Regions from separate parts of the Callithrix jacchus genome. Here region 1 is linked to region 2. The links are chromatin contacts, called in public Hi-C maps. All regions are on one chromosome and are shown on one strand. Each heading gives the region's core, a stretch centred on a gene start, on an enhancer-like site or on the middle of the called end of the contact. The rest is flanking DNA. Distances are from core to core; before and after follow the strand shown. Region 1 has its middle 11 kb from the start of TRNAT-CGU. Region 2 overlaps PARN (poly(A)-specific ribonuclease).

Evidence for each region. Hi-C and Micro-C count contacts between places; a contact is called where the count stands out from the background.
Region 1: a contact with region 2 is called in a Hi-C map of skeletal muscle, with 2.2 times the contacts expected there. The contact joins two enhancer-like sites.

Annotation. Positions count from the first base shown.
Region 1 is chr12:14,698,869-14,706,297 of calJac240_pri, reverse strand. No RefSeq gene overlaps it. Among named protein-coding and RNA genes, the nearest start is that of TRNAT-CGU, 11 kb to the left of the region's middle. Within about 2 kb of position 4,692, at least 1 of the 16 cell types and tissues checked has an H3K27ac peak or open chromatin away from gene starts, as enhancers often do. A contact at or near this core is called in skeletal muscle, where this site is marked.
Region 2 is chr12:14,474,572-14,482,163 of calJac240_pri, reverse strand. The region is part of intron 21 of PARN (poly(A)-specific ribonuclease); the gene reads right to left. Among named protein-coding and RNA genes, the nearest start is that of PARN, 110 kb to the right of the region's middle. Within about 2 kb of position 4,658, at least 5 of the 16 cell types and tissues checked have an H3K27ac peak or open chromatin away from gene starts, as enhancers often do. A contact at or near this core is called in skeletal muscle, where this site is marked.

The DNA of each region.
Region 1 (7,429 bases), core at 3,443-5,942, 220 kb before region 2:
TGATTGATCATAGCTCACTGCAGCCTTGAACTCCTGGGCTCAAACAATCCTCCTGCCTCAGCCTCTCAAGTAGCTGGGACTACAGACACATGCCACCAGACCCTACTTTTTAAAAAATATTTATTTTTGTACAGACTAGCTCTCCCCATGTTGTCCAGGCTGGTCTTGAATTTCTGTACTCAAGCAATTCTCCCGCCTCGGCCTCCCAAAATGCCAAAGTGCAGGGATTACAGGCATGAGCTACCGTGCTTGGCCTTCCTCTAGTTTCTTTCTTTCTTTTTGCTTTTTCCTGAGACAGAGTCTCGCTCCGTTACCCAGGTTGGAGTACAATGGTGAGATCTCGGCTCACTGCAACCTCCATGTCCCGGGTTCAAGCAAGTCTCTTGCCTCAGCCTCCAGAGTAGCTGGGATCACAGGCGTGCACCACCACACATGGCTAATTTTTTGGTATTTTTTAGTAGAGACGGAGTTTCACCACGTTGGCCAGGCTCGTTTCGAATGCCTGACCTCAAGTGATCCACCCACTTCAGCCTCCCAAAGTGTTAGGATTACAGGCATGAGCCACCGCACCCAGCCTCTTCTTTTATTCATTTTATTTATTTTTTTCCGAGATGGAGGCTGGAGTGCCACAGTGGTATGATCTCGGCTCACTGCAGCCTTCTGCCTCCCAGATTCAATAGATTCTCCTGCCTCAGCCTCCCAAATAACTGGGATTACACGCATGCACCACTACGCCCAGCTAATTTTTATGTTTTTAGTAGAGAAGGGTTTTCACCAAGTTGGCCAGGCTGGACTCGAACTCCTGGGCTCAAGCAGTCTGCCCACCTATCATTCATTTTCTAATACGTCTTCATTGTGCCCAACCTGGCATGGTGCCAGGGCTGCTGGTCACGAGAGATGGGTGGCCTCCCCAGGGAACTCACAGAGGAATGGCAGGGGACTAATGAGCATGTCGGTAAGGAAAGGACCGATACAAGAGGCCGGGAGCAGTGGCTCAAGGCTGTAATCTCAGCACTTCAGGAGGCCAAGGCAGGAGGATCGCTTGAGCCCAGGAGTTCAAGACCAGCCTGGGCAACAGAGTGATACACCCATCTCTACTAAAAATGAAAAAAATTAGCTGGTGGTGACACATGCCTGGAGTCCCAGCTGCTAGAGAGGCTGAGGTGGGAGGATCACCTGAGCCTGGGAGGTCAAAACTGCAGTGAGGCGAGATCACACAACCGCACTCCAGCCTGAGCGATGCGAGGGAGCCCTGTCTCAAAAAAGAAAAAAAAAAAAGGACAGACACACATGGGCGTGAGCAGAGACAGCACTGACCTAACAAAATCTCCTGGCTGGGCTTGGAAGGTGTGGAAGAGCTGCCCAGGGCGTGGGGACAGAGGGTTGGCAGAAGATACTCCAGACACGGTAGACCATAACATCAAAGACCTATAGAAGCATCGGCTCAAAAGTGTGGGTACCCAAAGGGGGGCCCTGTGCAAGCCACATCCTGTCTTCGTCTTCCCCGCCTTTGGAAGCTGTTAGGATGTCACCACCCATGGAGCTGAGCATGAGGGGGCTGGCAGCTCACACTGAGCTTCCCAGCATCCTTCTAGCAGTTTCTGGACTGAGGCGCCTGGGCAAGTGACTGCCCTGCTGTGGCCTCAGTTTCCTCATCTGTCAAACAGGGATAAATGACAGTTCCTGCTTTGTAGGGTTGCTTTGATGGTGAGGTGGTATCGGGTGTAGAAGATGATGCCCAGCACAGCATCAGGACATGAACTCCCAGGCTCAAGCAACCCACACACCTCAAGCCTACCAAAGTGTGCTGGGATTACAGGCGGGAGCCACTGTGCCCAGACTGGAATGTGTGTGTGTGTGTGTGTGTCTGTGTGTGTGTGTGTATCTATACACACACATATTCTACAAGGAAAAAATATATGTTTTAATATTTTAATATTTATATATATGTATTATATATAATATATATTATATAATATATATATTTATTACATATATATAATATATATATATATTTTTTTTTTTTTTGGAGACAGAGTCTCACTCTGTTGCCAGGCGCCAGGCTGGAGTGCAGTGGCACAATCTCCGCTCACTGCAACCTCCGCCTCCCGGGTTCAAGTAATTCTCCTGCCTCAGCCTCCCGAGTAGCTGGGACTACAGGCGCATGCCACCACGCCCAGCTAATTTTTGTGTTTTTTAATAGAGACGGGGTTTCACCATGTTGGCCAGGATAGTGAAACCTCATGATCCGCCCGCCTCAGCCTTTCAAAGTGCTGGGATTACAGGCTTGAGCCACTGTGCCTGGCCCTATATGTTTTTTTGAGACTGAGTCTTGATGTGTTGCCCAGGCTGGAGTTCAGTGGTGCCATCTCAGCTCACTGCAACCTCTGCCTCCCGAGTTGAAGCGATTCTCCTGCCTCAGCCTCCCAAGTAGCTGGAATTACAGGCTCCCACCACTACATCCAGCTAATTTTTGTGTTTTTAGTAGAGACGGGATTTCACCATGTTGTCCAGGCTGGTCTCAAACTTCTGACCTCAAGTGATCCACCTGCCTGGGCCTCCCAAGGTGTGTGAGCCATCGCGCCTATGGAATTTTTGTTTGTTTGTTTTTGAGATGGAGTCTCACTCTGTCACCCAGGCTGGAGTGCAGTGACATAATCTCAGCTCACTGCAACCACCGCCTCCTGAGGTGAAGCAATTCTCCTGCCTCAGCCTCCTGAATAACTGGGATTACAGGTGTGTGCCATCACGGCTGGCTAATATTTGCCTTTTTACTAGAGACAGGGTTTCACCGTGTTAGTCAGGCTGGTCTCGAACTTCTGACCTCGTGATCCACCTACCTTGGCCTCCCAAAGTGTTGGGATTACAGGCATGAGCCACCATGCCTGGCCTCTGGAACATTTTTATAAGGCCCTGGATGGCCTTAAGGAAGGGTAGGCTCTCCTCACCTGACATCTCAGCTTCGAAGGCCTGGGCCACAGAAAGTGTGGTTTTACTTCACCACCCTTGATCCAAATTTCTGCCATTCCTTGCAGAGGGGCAGATACCATCGAGGCAGGTGGGCAAGGGCACAGTGAAAGGCCTTCCAGTTGCTCCCTGTCATGGGTCCGAGGTTGGGATGGGTGAAGACACTTCCGGTTTCTAGGTGGCGCTGGATCTAGCTTCTAAGAGACACTTGACTTAAAACCTTGTATTCAGAAAGATTTTTACACTAGATTTTTTTTCAGAGACAAGATATTGCTCTGTCACCCAGGCTGGAGAGCAGTGATGCCATCATAGCTCACTGCAGTCTCCAGCTCCGGGGTTCAGGTGATCCTCCAGCCTCAGCCTCACAAGTAGCTGGACTACAGGTGCCCACCAGCACATCTGGCTTTTTATTTACTTATTTATATTTATTTTTTGAGACAGAATTTTGCTCATGTCATCCAGGCTGGAGTGCAATGACGCAATCTCAGCTCACCACAACCTCTGCCTCCCAGGTTCAAGCAATTCTCCTGCTTCAGCCTCCCAGGTAGCTTGGATTACAGGCATGCACCCACCACCACACCCAGCTAATTTTGTGGTTTTGGTAGAGACGGGGTTTCTCCATGTTGGTCAGGCTGGTCTTGAACTCTGGACCTCAGGTGATCCACCCACCTCAGCCTTTTAAAGTGCTGGGATTACAGGCATGAGCCACTGCACCAGCCTTCTTCTTCTTCTTTTTTTTTTTTTTTTATGTAGAGATAGAGGGTCTCACCATGTTTTTCAGGCTGATCTTGAACTCTTGACCTCAGGTGGCCCTCCATCCACCCTTGCCTGAAGTTCCACCATCATGGGTATTAGCCACTGAGTCAGGCCTAGATTAGATTCTTAACATTCTCTCCAGAAGGTATCACAGGGTGGGTATCACAGCCTCCTTCTGATGGGGTTGAACGAGAAAGTCAGCTATCACACCATTTCAACCTGTGTCCCAAGCTGGGCACAGTGGCTCATACCTGTAATCCCAGCACTTTGGGAGGCTGAGGTGGGCAGATCACTTGAGGTCAGGAGTTTGAGACCAGCCTGGCCAACATGGTAAAACCCCATCTCTACTAAAAATACAAAAAAAAGTTAGCCAGGTGTGGTGGTGCATGCCTGCAATCCCAGCTACTTGGGAGGCTGAGGCAGAATAGCTTGAACCTGGGAGGCAGAGATTGCAGTGAGCTGAGATTGTGCCACTGCACTCTAGCCTGGGCAACAAGAGCGAAACTCTGTCTCAAAAAAAAAAAAAAAAGACAATTAAAAAAAACAAACTTTCCCACAGATCCCTCTGGAAGCGCCTGTATTCCACCATTGTCCCACGGCCACCATCGTCTCCTGGCAATGGCACCTTGTGTGTCCGTGTTTTACAAGCCTACATCCGTTCAACGCAAGTGTGTAACACCGATCGCACAATACGTTTTGAATGTTTGCTTGGGAAGTTTCTCACTGAGGTTATTTTGGGAGGCTCAGGAGGTGGCAGTAACTGGGAGCTAGTGCCTTCCTGTCCCCTGTCCCCAGGCTCCAAGGAAAGCACCCACAGGCAGGCAGAGTGAGGCCTGTGCCCACCCTCTCTCTGCAGGCCTGGGAGCCTGAAGTCCAGGCCTTTCCCAGAGGCTCAGCCCAGCTGCGGCTCCTTCTCCCTGGTGTGGGCTCCAGGGCTCCTTCTCCCTGGTGTGGCCGAGCACTAGTTCTAGCTGGGGCCTTGGCATTGCCCTGGGGCCAGAAACCTGGGTGGGGGTGGGGCTCCTTCCTGGGAGAAGGCCAGGGTGGGCCTCCGGGGTTTCTGGCCTGAGATTGGGTTGTTCTCTAGAGTCTGGCGGTGCTTCCACTGCTGAACTGGATTTCAGGCCGCCACTCACTTGAGTCACGGGAAACCGAGCCAGGCCTGGCAAGGGCAGGCCTCAGAAGAATCCAGGGGCATCTCTGAAGGGGATTTCAATTGCAAGATAAAGGCCGGGCCCTGGCTGCCTTCGGCGGCCTGGTTTTTCCTTCTACACTCATCTAGGTGTCCCAGAGCTCGGGCAGTGCCTGAATTGGAGAGATGAGGTGAGCTTCCAGTATCCTGTGGCTCACGGCACAGATGTGGGTAGGGACAGCACCTGGAGGCCCCCAAGCCAGCACTGCTGAGCTATTTTCATTCCTCAGAGTGGCCGGGCCTTTACACATACTGTGCCTGCTGCCTCGACTCCACCCCTCCCACCAGCCCAGCATTTTCTTATTTTGAGACAGTCTTGCTCTGTCGCCCAGGCTGGAGTGTGATGGTGCAATCGCGGCTCACTGCAACCTCTGCCTTCCGGGTTCAAGCGATTCTCTCACGTCAGCCTCTGGCATAGCTGAGACTACAGGCATGCCATCACACCTGGCTAAGTTTTGCATTTTTAGTAGAGACAGGGTTTCGCTGTGTGGTCAGGCTGGTCTCAAACTCCTGACCTCACGTGATTCTTGGCCTCCCAAAGTGCTGGGATCACAGGTGTGAGCCACGGAGCCCAGCCCCAGTGTTTTCCTTCTTGGCAGTTTCAGCTCTCACACCCCCTCCTCCAGGTGATAACATCGAGCTCAAGCAATCCCTGTTGCATGTGCTCCTACAGGGTGTCTGTCTCAAGCAGTCCCCCTAAAAGTCCAATAAGGCAGCCTGGTGTGGTAGCTCATGCCAGTAATCCCAGCCCTTTGGGAGGCCAAGGCGTGCAAATCATGAGGTCAGGAGTTTGAGACCAGCCTGGCCAACATGGTGAAACCGTAACTCTACTACTCTACTAAAGATACAAAACATTAGCTGGGTGTGGTGGCGCACACCTGTAATCCCAGCTACTCAGGAGGCTGAGGCAGGAGAATCATTTGAACCCAGGAGGCAGAGGTTGCAGTGAGCTAAGATTACGCCACTGCACTCCAGCCTGGGCGATAGAGTGAGACTCTGTCTCAAAAAAGAAAACGTCCTATAAGGCAGGCCTTGTGACTCCTACTTTACTGATGAGGAAATGGAGGCCCAGAGAGGTGAAGCGGTGCCCAGGGACCCCAAGCTGGCGACATGCAGCAGGGGGAGACACAGCCTCTCTCTTTCAATGCACCGTGCAAAGCTGGCGAGGATGCCGCAGGCTGGAGAGAGACAACCCCTGCAGGAGGGCCAGGGTAGGACACCCCCAGTCCAGCCTCACTCTGCCACAGTGCCTGAACCATGATGGCAGCTCACCTGTTGACTCAAGGCTCTCCCCTAGACTTCTGGTTCCTCAAGGGCAGGGACCTGTGCTGTTGGACACCGTAGTTCTGGCGGCTCTAGCAGCAGCTCTGTGCCTGGCACACAGAGGGCAAGCAGGTGTTAGTTCCATGAACAACTGACCTCTAAGCCTCAGTCTTTTTTTTAATTATTATTATTTTTGAGATGGGGTCTCACTCTGTTGCCCAGGCTAGAGTGCAGAGGCGCAATCTTGGCTCACTGCAGCCTTCGCCTCCCAAGATCAAGCCATTCTCCTGCCTCGGCTTCCCAAGTACCTGGGACCACCAATGCTCACCACCACGCCCGATTATTTTTTGTATTTTTAGTAGAGATAGGGTTTCACCATGTTGTCCAGGCTGGTCCCAAACTCCTGACCTCAAGTGATCCACCCGCCTCGGCCTCCCAAAGTGCTGGGACTACAGGCATAAGCCCCCATGCCTGGCCTAGCCTCAGTCTTTTCATCTGGAAAATGGATCAGTTCAGTAAGTTAGTAGTCTTCATGTGCTTAGGTCTTCTGGGGCTGGGGGAATGGGTCTGTTATTAACAGTGATCAGCTGTTGCCTTTTTGTTACATTTCGTCTCCAAGTTGCTATTGGAAAAACCATCCTTTGGGGGTCCCTGTGCCCTTGGTCCAGAGTGAACACAGCCGTCCTTGCCTCCCCTAGAACAAGGAAGAAATCTCTCCAGATTACTGGACTTAGGGCCCAATGAGGAAAAGGGGACACCAGCAAGATCTGTGCTGCAAGATAAGAAAGGGGACTGAGAGGGCAGGGACGCCAAGGGCTGGAGGACAGGAGTGCAGCTTACTCCCTCTGGCTGGGGTCCCTAGGACCCCTCTGCGGCATCAGGACCGCCCGCTGGGTTGGGTGGTATGTTTTGTGTGACCCGAGTTGGCCAACAGAGGACAGCAAAATACATTTTTTATGATTCTGCGAGGTTTAGGCCAGTCACGTCTTCGCACGGAGACGCTGGGCGTTGGAGAGGGACAAGTCATGTCTCAGTTATGTGGATTCTCTTTGCGAAAGAGAGGCCACCTCTGTGATAGATTTGGGGGTCCCTGGGCAGGGGTCTGGGTGGAGCAGATTTTAGGAGGGGGATGACCTGCTGGGGTGGGGGTGTGGGCGTCTCCCTTACCGCCGGGAAATGAAAAGTATTACAACTGTGTCTGGTGCGAGTGTCAGCGCCAGAGGCCAGATCTTTGCCAGGTGGCGGGGACAC
Region 2 (7,592 bases), core at 3,409-5,908:
TATTGAAATGGTAAAGCAGTTTAATAACCAATCCTTTTTCATGTTTAAGGACCTTTGGAAGATGCCTTAAACCCCATCCATCACATAAGATAGATAAGAAATTATGAAGATCAATTCTCATCAACATTTAAAGCCTACTCACCAATATTGAACTTGCTAACAGTTGGTCAAATCCACCAATTTCTAAGAGCACTTGAAAGATACTTTTACTGATAATACTAACTGTACTAAACAAGGACTAGGGCAGAGTGTAAAACTTGCTTGCTATAAATCAGTACATCCTCAGCCCCTGGAAAGGTTTGCATGTTTTTCTATTCTTGAAGGAATACATCTTTGACACTGAATTTCTTTTAGTAGAAAAGAAAGATAATGGATAAGTGTCCTTGTTACTGCTTCGGGTCCCTCAGAAATGGGTTTCACAGCTCACTAGAGCTGCAAAACAAAACTGTGAGGGCTCAGTTGATGCTAATATACTCCTAACAACCGTCTTTCAGGGCTAAATCCTCACCCAGAGCAAACAAACAAAAACACCCCAACAGAACAACGGCAAAAACAATTGGTAGGATGTTCCCACTGAGAAGGATTCCGATCCCCCAACGACTCCTCCTATACTCTCCTGGGTGGTGCTGCCACAGCATTTCAAGCATATCTGCAGCCGAGACTCTCCTCAGAGGAAAGAACAGCAGAGGCTGGGGACTATGTTAATTTGTGAGGAAAAGGAAAATGTCAGGGCCATTTTCAAAGCATGGGGTGATTAGTTTTGCCAAAAAAAAAGTCAACAAAAACTAAGTAAAGTTACATATTCTCCTAAACAGTAAGCTGCCATCAGGGTGGCTCTTCTAATCATTATATATAAAATATCCAACATACCCAGGACTGCTATTTTTCTATCATTTTGGCAAATTCTAGAGGAAAAAGAAAAGAAAAATGGGAAAGCTATAAACTTAGGAATAATTGCCTATACTGAACCACAAATTATATAGGGCTTTATAAAAAAATTTTTTTAATCCACAAGGAATAAAGATTAATTTTTATGATTTAAAACAGAAAAAAGAGACTCAAAGAGAAAGAAAATAATTACTTAGTTAAAATAACAAATAAGAAAACCCAAACTTTTCTTAGCTGGACTCAGTTTCTTAATCTATCCTTCTGGTTTTCTGAAGTCCATGCCAGGGCACTGTGTTTTGAACCTAGATCACCATTCTCCAGCCCTTCACTGCCAACAGCAAAGGTCCAGGGCAGATGTCCAGCCACCCCTATCTTTGCGACTTGGTGTTTCGAATTTGCCATGCAGACAATGCCTACCAAGCTTACTCTTCAGTTCCACTAAACCAGAGAGGGGGAAAGACAAGGCAAATGAAGAAAAGACATCTATAAAAAGAGCAGAAAATGTTTCTGAGGCACATTTTCTTTCCAGAAAAAAACTGAGCCACAGAGGAAAGAATATTCACCAATGTCAAAAGTTCTGAATGCCACCCAACCATGGGATTGCTCAATCAAGGTAGTTTCTGGATCATTTCTCCTTTTAAAGGGCCCCAGGAATACACAAAATCAGATCACAAGTTCCTAATTCTTATTCTTCTACTTTCATATCTATGCAAATATTTCCTTTAAATTATACTCTAGTCTTGCCTTGCTAAAAAAAAATAAGAAATAAAAATTCACTGCTAGCTTAAACTTTAAAGCACCAGCTTGTTTACTTCCATGAAGTGACACAGGGTGATGAGTCCAAGGTCCCATTATCTTTTAAAGGCCAAGAATGAGATAGCTTGGCTTGTTCTATGAACACAAGGCTATACCCTCAATATCCTACTCAGAAATGAATGCCACTGTTTGTTCACAAAGGACAGGGAAAGAGCGTCTAGACAGATTAACACAAATCCATTCCCACTGCTGAGAAACCCCAAACCACATCCTATTTGATGGCTCATTTAAAAAAAATTACTTGGGAAGTGTTTAGGCAGCAGATAAATTCCTACACTAGTCAGAAAGAACAGCTAATCAACAATACATCACACATAATATAAGCTTGACTCAATGAACTCAAAACATGACAAAAATATGAGACTGAGACATGTCTGGTTCTCCTCTGCCTCCTGAATCATATTAGGTGTAGCAGTTTCAAGGAGAGATCCATGTATACCCACCACAAGGTTAAATGTATCCACTATTTTATTTTATTTTTGACACAGGGTATCACCACGTTACCCACTCCGGAGTACAGTGGCACGATCTTCACTTACTGTGACCTCGAACTCCTGGCCTCAAGCAATCCTCCAGCCTCAGTCTCCCAAGTAACTAGGACTACAGGGGTGTGCCACCATGCTTAGCTTATTTTTAAAATTTCTTTGTAGAGAAGAGGTTCTTGCTCTGTTACCTAGGCTGGTCCTGAACTGTCCGCAAGCCTTGGCCTCCTAAAGTACTGGGATTACAGGCGTGAGTCACCATGCCTGGCTGTTAAATACATCTAAAACCTACTTTATAAGGAATTCTAAAAAGTCTGCAAGTAATTCTCAAAAGTCTTATCTAAAAATAAAGTGATTTTTTTTTCCTTTCTTCTGGAAGGCGTAAGAAGGCATTGTGTACAAAAATCAGTAAGACAAAGAATTTAATCTTCCACTGTATAGCTAAGAATTACCATTTAGTTTAGCACTCCTTGAATGCCAGTCCTGTGCCAAGTGTCGTATTAATAATCATCTTGGCTGGGTGCAGTGGTTCACGCCTGCAATCCCAACAGTTTGGGAGGCTAAGGCAGGCAGATCGCTTGAGGTCAGGAGTTTGAGACCAGCCTGGCCAACATGGTGAAACCCTGTCTCTACTAAAAATACAAAAAATTAGCTGGATGTGGTGGTGCACACCTATAGTCCCAGATACTTGGGAGGCTGAGGCACAAGAATCGTTTAAGCCTGGGAGGTGGAGGTTGCAGTGAGCCAAGATCCCACCCCTGCACTCCAGCCTAGGTAACAGAGTGAGACTCTGTCTCAGAAAAGAAAAAAAATCATCTCAGCCATGCTCAGATCCATCCTGTGAGGTCTGCTCTAAAGACACCAGGGGAATGGTGTGCCTATGAGGAGGAGGCACACTGTCTTGCTCCAGATGTGTACACAAAATATTACTTCAGCTTCATTTTACTCAAGAGGACGCCTGGGCTCAGAAACCTCTAATAAGAAATCAAGGGTGGGATCCCGGAAATCCAAGCGGGACCTTATGGGACTCTAAAAATGGAGTTCTTTCGACTCTGCCTTATTGCCTCTGATGTGTTTATCCATATGTTTCCACAGAATTTGACCATTCAGGTAAAATCAGCAATAAAAGCAAGGACTCACCTTGCACATTTTTAAGGGTTTTGTTGTTGCTGTTGTTTTTTGTTTTTTACTTTTAATTTTATTTTTTTTTTGAGACGGAGTTTTGCTGTTGTTACCCAGACTGGAGTGCAATAGCATGATCTCAGCTCACCACAACCTCCACCTTCTGAGTTCAAGCAATTCTCCTGCCTCACCCTCCCGAGTAGCTGGGATTACAGGCGCGTGCCACCATGCCCCACTGATTTTTGTATTTTTAGTAGAGATGGGGTTTCACCTCGTTGACCAGGATGGCCTTGATCTCTTGACTTCATGATCCACCTGCCTCGGCCTCCCAAAGTGCTGGGATTATAGGCGTGAGCCACCACGCCCAGCCTATTTTTTATTTTTTAATCTTATAGCTCAAATACATGTTTCTCTACCAGAAGCACTCAAAAAATGTTTTTTCTTTTTTTGAGACAGAGTCTCACTCTGTCACGCAAACTGGAGTGCAATGGTGCAATCTGGGCTAAATGCTGTAACCTCCACCTCCAGGATTAAAGTGATTCTTCTGCCTCAGCCTCCTGAGTAGCTGGGATTACAGGTGTGCGCCACCATACCCAGGTAGTTTTTGTATTTTTAGTAGAGACGGGGTTTCACCATGTTGGCCAGGCTGGTCTCGAACTCCTGATCTCAAGTAATCTGCCCATCTCGGCTTCCAAAGTGCTGGGATTATAGCGTGAGCCACTGTGCCTGGCCAAAAATATTTTCAGAACCTTAGCAAATAAAGTATAATCACCAAAAACAAAAATGTTAACGTAATATAACCTGCTCATATATAATACAAACATGAGCTATTTATTATATGTATTCATTTTACTTGGACTATGCTTTGTTCATTCAAATTTGTTATGAGAAAACCATCTGCAAGCCATCAACCAGTAGTGATTAGCGTTTCCTGCTGGGAATCCTATAAAATCCTGTCTTCATTAGACTAATACACCATAGCTTTTGAGTTCCAGCCCAACAGGTTTCCTTATGGCTATGAACTGGAGCTACATTTTAGATAGTTCACTAGTAGAGCAAAATCTGTAACTGGGCCAGAAGGTCCTGCAGCACATGGCCTGCTTGTCTTCCAGCTTCCTGCTCCCTCCCCTGGCCACACAGCACTGTGCCGCACTGGCCTTCTGCCACTCCTGGATCCTGTCGGCCCTGCTCCCTGTTGTGGCTGAGCCTTTGGAAAAGGCGCTTCATCTTCATGGAGCATTTCCCACTACTGTCACAAAGCTCTCACAGACCTTTCACTTCTTGGTGCAAAACTCTCTTTGAGAAGGCTGCCCTGAGTGCTGCAGACTAGGTCTGTTTACCCTGTTCTGCCCTCTCAAAGCACTTTCCACCCTTCACTGGAGTAATTTCTGCCTCTCTCACTAAACTGCAAACTCCATTAGGGCAGGGTATCTGTTTTGCTCTCCATGGTATCCTCAGCAGCAGATCAGTGCCTGGCACACATGCATTAATTCAATAAACATTTGAGTACTAGTGCACATAAGGGACTGTTGTAGGCACAGGGGACGTACCATGAACCTCAGATTCTAGTAAAGGAAACAGACAGAGGAGTGGGTATGGACAAAAGGAAACAATCAGTGCTTCAGAAAACAAAAGAGCAAGGAAGCAGGGATGTGAGGGTCACTTTAAATGCTGAAGGCACAGCATTGTTAAGAAGTTTGGAAGTATCATTTGATGGAAGTGAGATGAGGGAGTCCAAATCACTAAATATCTGAGGAAAGCTATTTCCCCAGAAATATCCATACTTATAATACAAAATACCATACTTACGATATGCCATATTTTATGAGTTCCAAATGTTACCTTATGGCGATGTACTGAAATAACTTTTTAGACAGTTCACCAAGAGCAAAATCTGTAACTCAGCTGGAAGGCCCAGCTTGTCTTCTAGCTTCCTGCTCCTTTCTCCCAGGAAGTGGTCAGTGAAAAGGCCACTGGAGGGCCTGTGGAGTATGGTTTGGAATAAGCAAGCTTATAGTAGACGCTCTATTGCATAAATGAGACTGCACAGGGAAGCTACGTTAAATCAAGCTGTTAATGATCACAGATGCCAAGGTGAAGCTGTTTCCATCATGTAACTTCTCTGTGGGTGTAACACAGTATGTGGCCCAAAGAACAAACATCTTTACGAATCCACAGTTGCCTGTTTCATACTGTCCCCTCAAACAAACTTGCCCTTGGCCCTTTGTCACTGTGCTGTTCACTCATTTCTTGGCCAAATTCCAGAATATATACTTGTTCTTGTCTCTTACTATTCAGTCTTTGAGATGGGATCTTGCTATATTGCCCAGGCTAGACTTGAACTCCTGGGATCAAGCAATCCTCTTGCCTTAGTCTCCTGAGCAGCTGGGACTACAGGCTTGTGTCACCACTCCTGGCTTCTAGCTTTTTTTTTAAACAGATGTCTCCAATATAAACATGATTTCCACCTCAGACAGCAAATTCTATAGCATGTTTTGTTGCAGTTTTACTGGTTTCGCTGGCCTAACAACTGATCTTAAGCGTATGTAGACAGGAATATTTTACTGATGGGAAAATTCATTGTTTGCTCAGAAAGGAAAACAGCCACAACAGGTAAGTGAAAAGGACTTTGTTTAAATCCCATAAAGAAGCAGCAGAAAAAATTCTCCCTATGGCCAATGAAAGCATGACAGAAGGATATACCTAAAAAAGAGATGAAAAGCTGCACCTAATATTTAGAAATGAACTAAAATATTTAAGATAATCATATATGAAAGAACATTAAGGTCAGGCACAGTGGCTTGCACCCAAAATCCTGGCTACTTGGGAGGCTGAGGGAGGAGTATTACTTGAGCCCAGGCATTCAAGGCCAGCCTGGGAAATACAGCAAGACCCTGTGTCCTAATTTTTTTTTTTTTTTAATTAGCCAGGCATAGTGACACATACCTGTAGTCCTAGCTACTGAGGAGGCTGAGGCAGGAGGATTGCTGAGGTCAGGAGATTGAGGCTGCAGTGAGCTATGACAGCACCAGTGCACTCCTGCCTAGGCAACAGGATAAGAGACCCGACTAAAAATAAATAAATAAATTGAGAGACAAGTAGAATGAGTATTAAGTCAGAATTAAAAAATCTCAGAAATGAGGTCATAGTACTCAAGAAAACTTTTAAACTCAAAAAAGAATTAGATATAAAAAGGAAACTTGTTTTATGAGAACTAAATCAGAAAAAAAAATACAAGAATAAAAAAACACGACATGTCTTAAGAGAAATAGATAATAAAGGGTTAGGGGATTGGGGAGGGATAACATTAATAGAAACACCTAATGTAGGTGATGGGGGGATGGACGCAGCAAACCACCATGGCATGTATATACCTATGTAACAATCCTGCATGATCTGCACATGTACCCCAGAACTTAAAAGTATAATAATTAAAAAAAGAGAAATAGGTAATAAAAAGATAGAAAATTTTAAAACCAAAAATTAAATAATTAGAAATTAAATAAATTAATAATAATTTGAAAGAAAGTGACACAGATGATGGGCAAAGATCTAAATAGCTATAATAGAAGTTTTCATAGATGTAAACAAAAGCAAGAAAACAGAACAATGTGAAAATTATAATTCAAGAAAACTTTGCTCAGATAACCAAAAAAGGCTCAATATTGCATGCTGGAAGGCTATACCATATACATCTACGAAAACAGATCCAAAACAACGAGTCAAGATACATCTCAGTAAAATAGTAGACTTAAGAAAAAATTTAGTGCATCTGGTCAAAAAGAGTAAGTTAAGAAGAAAAAAATCAGATTGCCATCACACTTTGAAAGAAGCATTTCAAACCAAAATAAAATGAAACATATTTAAGATTCTCAAAGAAAAAAACATTTGAATCAATGGTTCTTTTAGATATAATTTTACACCTAGCTAAGCCTCCTTTCAAGTATAAAGGCTTCTGACAAACTAACATTCAAGAACTCAGAGAGCATTTTTCCCACGACTTTTCCAAAAAAATGTACTAGATGACCAAACTCACGGAAGAAACATCATTGTACGAACTGAGAGTGAGAACTAAATGTACACTTACCTGTAAAACGGACTAAATGATGGTTAGAAGGGTTAGCATATAGTTCGCAATGGCTATTTTCTCTGACAATGTAGATACAGTCTAATTATTTTAAGAGTGCTGACTTCTTTACAGCTAGTGATGATGAATGAAGAGTATTTCTCTAACTCAGACACAGAAGAGGGAAGGCAGGGAAAATACAAGATTACTAGCTAATT